Linked DNA regions of Zea mays: region 1 is linked to region 2. The links are chromatin contacts, called in public Hi-C maps. All regions are on one chromosome and are shown on one strand. The core of a region is the stretch at or near the end of the contact, and the rest is flanking DNA. Distances in the headings are between cores, read along the strand shown. Region 1 holds the start of LOC109940910 (rho GTPase-activating protein 7). Region 2 holds the start of LOC100278143.

Evidence for each region. Hi-C and Micro-C count contacts between places; a contact is called where the count stands out from the background.
Region 1: a contact with region 2 is called in a Hi-C map of endosperm, with 8 times the contacts expected there. The contact joins the promoter of LOC109940910 here to the promoter of LOC100278143 in region 2. A contact is called at or near these places in 2 of 25 Hi-C or Micro-C datasets (endosperm and leaf).

What each region holds. Positions count from the first base shown.
Region 1 is chr7:132,607,325-132,611,216 of Zm-B73-REFERENCE-NAM-5.0, forward strand. It overlaps LOC109940910 (rho GTPase-activating protein 7), which reads left to right and starts at 2,629. Exons shown (of 7, transcript XM_020541276.1): 1 at 2,629-3,052; 2 at 3,554-3,676; 3 at 3,756-3,872. The coding sequence starts at 2,966.
Region 2 is chr7:132,454,817-132,458,512 of Zm-B73-REFERENCE-NAM-5.0, forward strand. LOC100278143 reads left to right here and starts at 2,292. Exons shown (of 6, transcript NM_001373991.1): 1 at 2,292-2,795. The coding sequence starts at 2,412.

The sequences.
Region 1 (3,892 bases), core at 1,379-3,878, 150 kb after region 2:
GTACGACATCGCCAGGCCTGGCCTTTCCAGCCCACGCACCGGAGGAAACTGTCAGGACTGCCTGGCAAAAGCGCGACGCGCGGCTTCAGCTTCACCTGCCCGGCCGTTTGCTACGTGCGGAAGTAGCTTTCGACATTGACGCATGCACCTCCGTTGGCACTTGGCACGCCCTTTGCATGGACCACGCCCGGCGCACCGCCCACGAACGAACGAACGATCTCCGGTTAGGTTCGTCTTGGATCTGGTGCTCCTCTGGCTGTTCGTGGGCACGAACGATACAGCGCGCGCAGGACAGTGACCGTTCTTTGTCCCTCCTCACCCCCCCCCCCCCCCCCGTCCATCTTCTTCACTGCATCGGTAATTCCGCCACCAGTATACACGTAGCCGCCCCTCCGTCCGAGCAAATCGTTTTAGGTCATGCATTACTGTTATAGTGCTTTGACATTTTTTTTGTGTGTGTGTGGACGGTGCTCTAGCCTATCTAGTCATGCAGATGCAGTACGTAACAACGCAACGCACATGTACGTGGTAACGAAAGTTCCGTGGATCTCGGCAAAACCCGCGGGTCCAGGCTAGCAGCTTGTTGGGCGTAAAGCGAAACATCATCAGTGCAACGGAAACCTGATCGCCCAGTGCCGCTGCAACCGTGTGGGTAGGGCTGCTGGCACACTCTATCGTGCGTGCCAGCGACCCACCAGGAGCGAAAAGGCTGCAGCCTTTTTTCCAGGAAAAAGGGAAAAAAAAAAAGGTGACGCCATGGTGCTGCAGTCACCCGGCCGGCCGGACCTTCCATGATTACGCGCGCGAGCATCAGCTGCTTCTGCTTGTAAAACTTAACGTACCAACTTTGCGCGCTCCGCGATCAGCACGTGCGTGCGTGCGCGCCTTTGCCCTTGCGCTCGCCTGGCCTGGCCGCTGCAGATCGGCCTGCCTCCCTCCCTCCCGCGCCCAATTATATTAGCCGTTCGGTCGGCTTCCTACTCATTCTGCCAGCGCGCACCACCCTTCCCTTTCTCCTTTTTATTTTTGGTTGTTTTCACAAGGCGAGGATGCGCATGAACTCCAGTATTGATTGCCAGTACGTTCGAGAATCTTTTGCAGGAACGACGGCGCGACAAAAGCAAGAACAGTTAAAAAAAAACAAAATCTCAGTGGGTGACACGGCGAGTACGTTTGGTGTTGTTACCCGCGGCAGCACAGTCCAAACCGGTAGGCTAGCAGTCATGAACGAGCGGAAGGCGATCGAAGATGTACGTACCATCACGCATCCGTCCCCGAAAGCTGGATGACTCGATGAGCCAGCCCCTCCTGAGGTCCCCCGTCCCCGGCCGGCCTCCGGGCTCAAGACGCCTAGTGTAATTAGCTGCGCGGCACGGGCCCATCCACCGGCCTCTCTGGACGACAGGTGCCTGGGTCCCGCTGGGCCCAGACGGTAGAAAAGCGAAATTGATCCGCGGACAGTGTTGCGTCGGCCTGACAAATCCTATCACCGGTAGAAAAAGAAGCGATCAGTGGACCATGGCTGCAGCTGTTTGCGTAGTTGCTACAGTATTTAGGCCGTGTCAGTAGAGTTTTGCAATGGTAACAAATAAATTTAGATATATATATAATTAATCTTAGAGCTGTTTCACTGTGAATCTATAAAAAAAACTATATATTTGGTTAATGTAGTAGCTCTCGAGTCATACGTAAGCATTTTCATTGGTATGGCCTTTGTCTATTGTCTTTGGGTAGAGTCCACATATCGATGTATGTCATCATTCTTTCTCCTCAGCCGATACGGAAAACTAAACATGGGACGAGGCTCGGAGGCTGCCTGAAGGGTTCACGACTTCACGGCTATGGCCAAGGGTAGTCCGCCGCTGGATATTTCAATTATCTGTCACTATACTAGATGTCTAGACGTGAGTAGGGATGAAAAAATGGACGGAATCGTTAGGAAAAAACATATCTCTCATTTTCATTTTTATATTTTATTTCAGAAACAATTAACTCTAATAATATTGTAGAAATTTTCATGGTTAACTGTGATTATACTCTTCTTTTACCTTATATTTGTGATTTTACCCTAATTTTTTATTTTTTAATTACTAGTTCTGATTTTCACTAACGTTGTTATGGGGAGGGGCACAGCGGCTTCGTTTTTAAAATGGAGAGGTTGAACTACAAAGTTAAAAAATAAGGGATAAAGTCACAATTACAAGGTAGAAAGGTATAATCATAATTACCCCTTATTATATTTAGATATCTAATTAAAGATATGTCAGGCATTATTTTTTTCACTAACAAAATTTTCTGTTTTTACCAACTAAAAAGGACATGGAAAGGTTCTTGAATTTGCCGGTCCTTCGAGAAACGTAAAATCTTAACAAAGGTGGTAAAAAATTATGGTTATTACTAGAGGTAAACGATGTTTGTTGGATTTAATCTCTATTACATTCAAACTTTTTGGTTCCACGGTTTCTACCGTTATCGTGTTCTCTATGTATTTTTATGTTTTATTTTTTACATTTAAGTATAAATAGAGACCGTAAATAGGCACTTCGCTAGTTGAAGTTGAAGGCGAAAGGGTGACTGCCATTTCATGTTACCACAACTCGCCGTATATATACAACGGCACCGCCGCCGGCCGCGATAGCTACAACTACAACCCGAGACCAATTCCGCCATACTACCCAAGGAAACCTGCGCACCGCCATCACCGCCGCCGCAGCCTCTGTTCCCACAGACGCCTCTCTCCTACTCCCAACCCCAATCAAACGCACCGCTGAATCGCCTGCAGTAGCTGGAGCGCACCTTGGTGCGATCCTACCACACCTCTGAGCTCACGAGGAATCTTTAATGGCGTCGGAGTGGCATCGCCAGCCATAGCAGCCTGGCTGGCTGAGGTGCAGGCTGCCAGGCTGCCGAGGCGATCACTTGCCAACCCTCTGCTCTCCTTTTCTAGGCGCACTGTCTTGCTTTGATGCATACGGCACCACAGATGAATGCCCGGTCTCGGAGGCCGGCGGCGGCGCGCGGTGCGAAAGCGCCCCCGAAGAGCGACAGCAGAGTACGTGCTTCTTCAATCTCTCCGATTTTTTTTTTTGCATGCTGTTTGTAGAGGAATTGGATACATTTCGTTGAGTTGAGCGTCAAGCAGGTGACATTGTGCGGTGATTTCTCGGTTTGCGCCACCAATTTCCGTGTTCCTCGATCGCCAGCAATTTGTTGCGGTATCCATATTTTGTACGACGAAGTAATTAATGTGGCAAGAGTACGACGATGAACTCATGAGCAGTGCCATCTAGTGTTCTTGCGAGCAAAGAATGGTCGATGACCTGGTGGCGTCTATGACAAGATCTCGACGCGGGTTCTTTGGCCTCAGGGCTCTGCCATTTCTGAGAGCTACTCGCACTGACTCCCCCAGCCCCATATTTTCCTTTAGTTTCCCTTTGAGCCTTATCTTTCAGAGCGGAGCAGAGGAATCTGTGCTTTGCTTCCGTTAGTAACCTTTCTCTCTCAGCTCAATGAGGCATCTCTTTTCTCCTTCAATGATGGTTTTTGTGTTCAGGTGACGGAGACGGATCCGAGGAAGACCGTGACGCCGGTGAAGGGATCGGGCAACGCCGGTACCAGGGGCACCATGAACAGGATCCAGTCGAGGAGAGAGCGAAAGCTCGCGCTACAGCAAGATGTCGTTGAACTTCGATTTGTCGGATTCAGTTGCTTCCTGTAGCTCGTTCTGACGCTTGCTTGACGGCGCTGAATTCCAGGTGGATAAGCTGAAGAAGAAGCTGCGGCACGAGGAGAACGTCCACCGTGCGCTGGAGCGGGCGTTCACGCGGCCGCTCGGCGCCCTACCTCGCCTGCCGCCGTACCTGCCGTCTCAGGTTAGCGGCACCTCAACCGC
Region 2 (3,696 bases), core at 1,042-3,541:
AATAGGGTAAGGGTATATCCTTCATCATACATGAAACTCGTGTAATTCCAGGAGTTACAAATAGAAACTTCCGATACCTCTCCTCGCTACACAGTAATTCCTTGAGTGGCAAAACACCGTCCACACGGCGGCACGCCTCGCCTCAATGATAGCGCACACACATGGCATGCCTTTAGCCTTTTGTCAACATTTCTATATAGACAGACAAAGTCCAACCATATACGATGAATTACCATCTAGTCAAGATCATGTAGGTTACTAAATCGTAAAGCATACTTTATTTAATACATGTCTTATAATTAACTTAATTATTTATATGGTTTAAGCCCGTAATGTAAGTAGCAGTAGCTATAGGAGTCTGTTGCTGACGAGAGGACATCATGTTTACCACTGTCAGAGAATATCGTCGTTGAAATCCGAAAAAAAACACGGGTACTTGTGCTAAGTCGAGACCTTAACTCGTATGAACTGGTTCTACTATAATTAATCTAACCAGCTAATCTAAGCTTAGTTTGTAACGAATAGATTAGCCAATAGCGTGGTTAAAAACATTATGACCGTTCCTCTGATAACTCTAACCGTTCGCGTTAATCATTGGATCAACATGCGATAAAATTTGAAACACACAGTCATACGGCGCACATTCGTCTGTTTATGATCGAGGTGAAGTATGAGACAGGACATGTATATAGAGCACGACGATGGGGAAGGATATGGGCTTCTCACGTGCCACGAAAGGCTTTTTAAAAATGGTTCGTGCCTCAGTTTTGGACCACCTACGGGTTACAGCGTCGGGCCGGCAGGCAGGCCCACTCTATTTAGGCCCGTGCTGTCTCTGACTGATGGGAGGGAAGGGAAGGGTACCTCAGACAGAGAGAGGACACGAGCGAGACAGGCGTCACTGCACCCTGACCAGAAACAGACGAAAGAATTTACAGATCCCCCGAGTAGCGAGTACTACTATCACCATTTACCCTGAAGAATCCTTCCACAGCAAATTTTATCCACCAGCAGTCGCCCAATGCTGATATGATGAAGGGGTGAAGCGACAAGCCAGGCGACCACTCTCGCAACTTGCAAGAGCAGCGCTGCTATATTAGCTCACACTCCACATGGCGCCGTGTTTGTTTTGTTTGCTTGCGCTGCCTGCCTGCCTGTCTGGCTGCACTCTTGGAGAGGGATGAGCTTCTCAGATTCTGATGCCCAATCAGCAGCGCAAGGAGGGACCTGCAGATGCCAGCCAGCGCAAAGGACTGCCGCCTGCCTGCAGTGCCTTCAGGTGCACCCAGCCGAGCACAGCCTGACATGTGGTTTTATCCTCGGCATACTCCCACGCTAGCTAAGCCCTGCCCTGCCTCTGCCTCCCGTTTTCTTTATGCCGATGATGATGGCGACGATAGGGTTTTGGCTCGGTTGCTTGTCGTCCGTGGCGCTGGCCGCGGCAGAGAGTGGAAGGGAAGTGGACAAGTGCTAGCGTCTGAATCTGTGGGTGCAACTTGCAGTCACCCCCCGTTGTTTTCTCTGCTGGCTGCGACTGCGACCGATCCATCTCGCAAGCAGCAGCAGGGGGCTGTTCCTGTTCATGCGGTAGATTGAGATTCAGACACGTCTCTATTGCATGCCTCGCAACGATAACGGTGGAAAATTAATTAATAATAGACAGATGGAAGGAAAACCCTCAGAGAACTAATTTTCAATGGTGCATGTTGATCAGCATGCTTGATCATCTAATAATAGACGTTGCTTGAAAGAAACTTGATTTGCGTAGCCAAGAGCAAGGGCTTTTAAGTAATAATCTGTTTCTCTGCATGTTTTTGTCTCAATCTCAACCCAAGCTAGCTACACCCTCCGTTTCTAATACAATATCTAAACGTGTCTAGTAGTAAAAGTTATCCTAATTAAAACATCTTGTTGGGATTTGATACACAGAAAACATATATTTCCTCATGCCAATTTCCATTAACAAAATACTAGTACAAATTACATTTGCTTTTTTTAATCGTTATCATCTCCGCCCGCTCCATGCCTCCATGGTCGTCCATGCCCATCCGCACCCCCCCCCCCCCCCTAATCGGAAGTCGGAAACAACTCGAGTCGACGTGTAGCCCGCCGGGGCCGGGTCAGGCAGGCAGGCCGACATCGGCGTGGATCCGGTCAAAATCCCCGACGGACGGCCTGCCAGCCGTCCACGCGCTCCATCGGACGGCCGCCGCCGCCCACACATACCCTCCTCCGCCGCCTGCTTTATTTAGCCTAGCTTCTCCCGCGAGCTGCTCCTCCTCCACCTCCTCCTCCTCTTCTTCCCTCCACTCGCCTCCAAATCTTCTCTCTCCTTTCCTCCTCTCTTCTCACCGCATCACCTCTCCCTCCGGCGCGCGCGTCCGGGTACAGCGCTAGAGTCACTCACCACCATGCAGGCGGCGGCGGCGGCGGCGAATGGCGCGGGCGACGTGCAGAAGCCTCAGCAGCAGCCGCTGGTGGCGGGGGCGCCGCCCCCACCGCCGCCGGCGGCCGTGGTGCCGCCCCATTGGGTCGCCATGCCGTTCGCGCCGCCTCCCGGGGCCGCGGCCATGGTGATGCAGCCGCACCATATGGCGCCTCCGCCGCCGCAGTTCGCGCCGACTCACTTCGTGCCGTTCCACGCCGTCGCGCCGCCGCGGGCAGCAGCGGTCGCACTGGGTTCCCCGGCGCCGCATCAGCCGGGGCAGGAGGAGAACAAGAGCGTCTGGGTCGGCGACCTCCATTACTGGATGGACGAGAACTACCTACACAGCTGCTTCGGCTACACCGGCGAGGTGAGCACGGATGCGCGCCCGACCTCCTCCCTCACCAGCCCAGATCTTGGCCACGGCACCACACAGCTCCACGAAACAAAAAAAATAATAAATTTATCTACCAAAAAAGGAAAAGAAGATGTTTCTTTTGCACTCGCCCATGAATCTTTCTTTTTTGACGTGACCAGCCCGTGTTGTTTTCTGCCTCAACCAGCCGACTGAAAATGGTATTTTGATGCGTTCGTTGGTTTCCAAAATGTGCTCCGTTTCTCGGGCTGCGCGCAGGAGAGAGAGAGAGGGAGAGTTAAAGGATTTCAGGGCAAACAAGCATACGTAGTGGCTGCAGCTGCAGCCTGCAGATCCCCCGTACATAAGATTGGGTCAGGCCGTCAGGGTCACTCCGTCACTGTGCTGAAAAGGGCAACGAATTTGGCAACCGTCGGCGGGCATGGATCTGCGAGCTGGAGCTGGAAACTTGCAGTGCCCACTGCCCAGTGCCTCAGACCTCTAGTAGATTGCCTCAGCTAGTGCTGCCTTCCTGTACTGTTCTGCGAAAATATTCCGCCTGGTGTACAGGCACCCCGTGATGTGCCATTGCTGCACCTGTTGCAGTCCTGATTGGCAGATTTCCTTTTAGGGCCCGTTTGTTTCACTTGATTTTGAGGAATTGGAATCTAACTAATGTAGTAGTCTATTTTTTAGAATGTGACATTCCATAACTTTCCAACATCTATATATAAGCCTATCTCAAATTCATGGGGTGAGATATGGAAATTGATTCTATAGATTTATATACTACTTTTCTAATATACAACTTATAGCACACTCTTCTACTTGTTTTTTATAAGATAAGTGTAGTGTATAACTATCTCTCATATGATTTAGAATAATATATAAATAAATTGCATATACAAATATAATA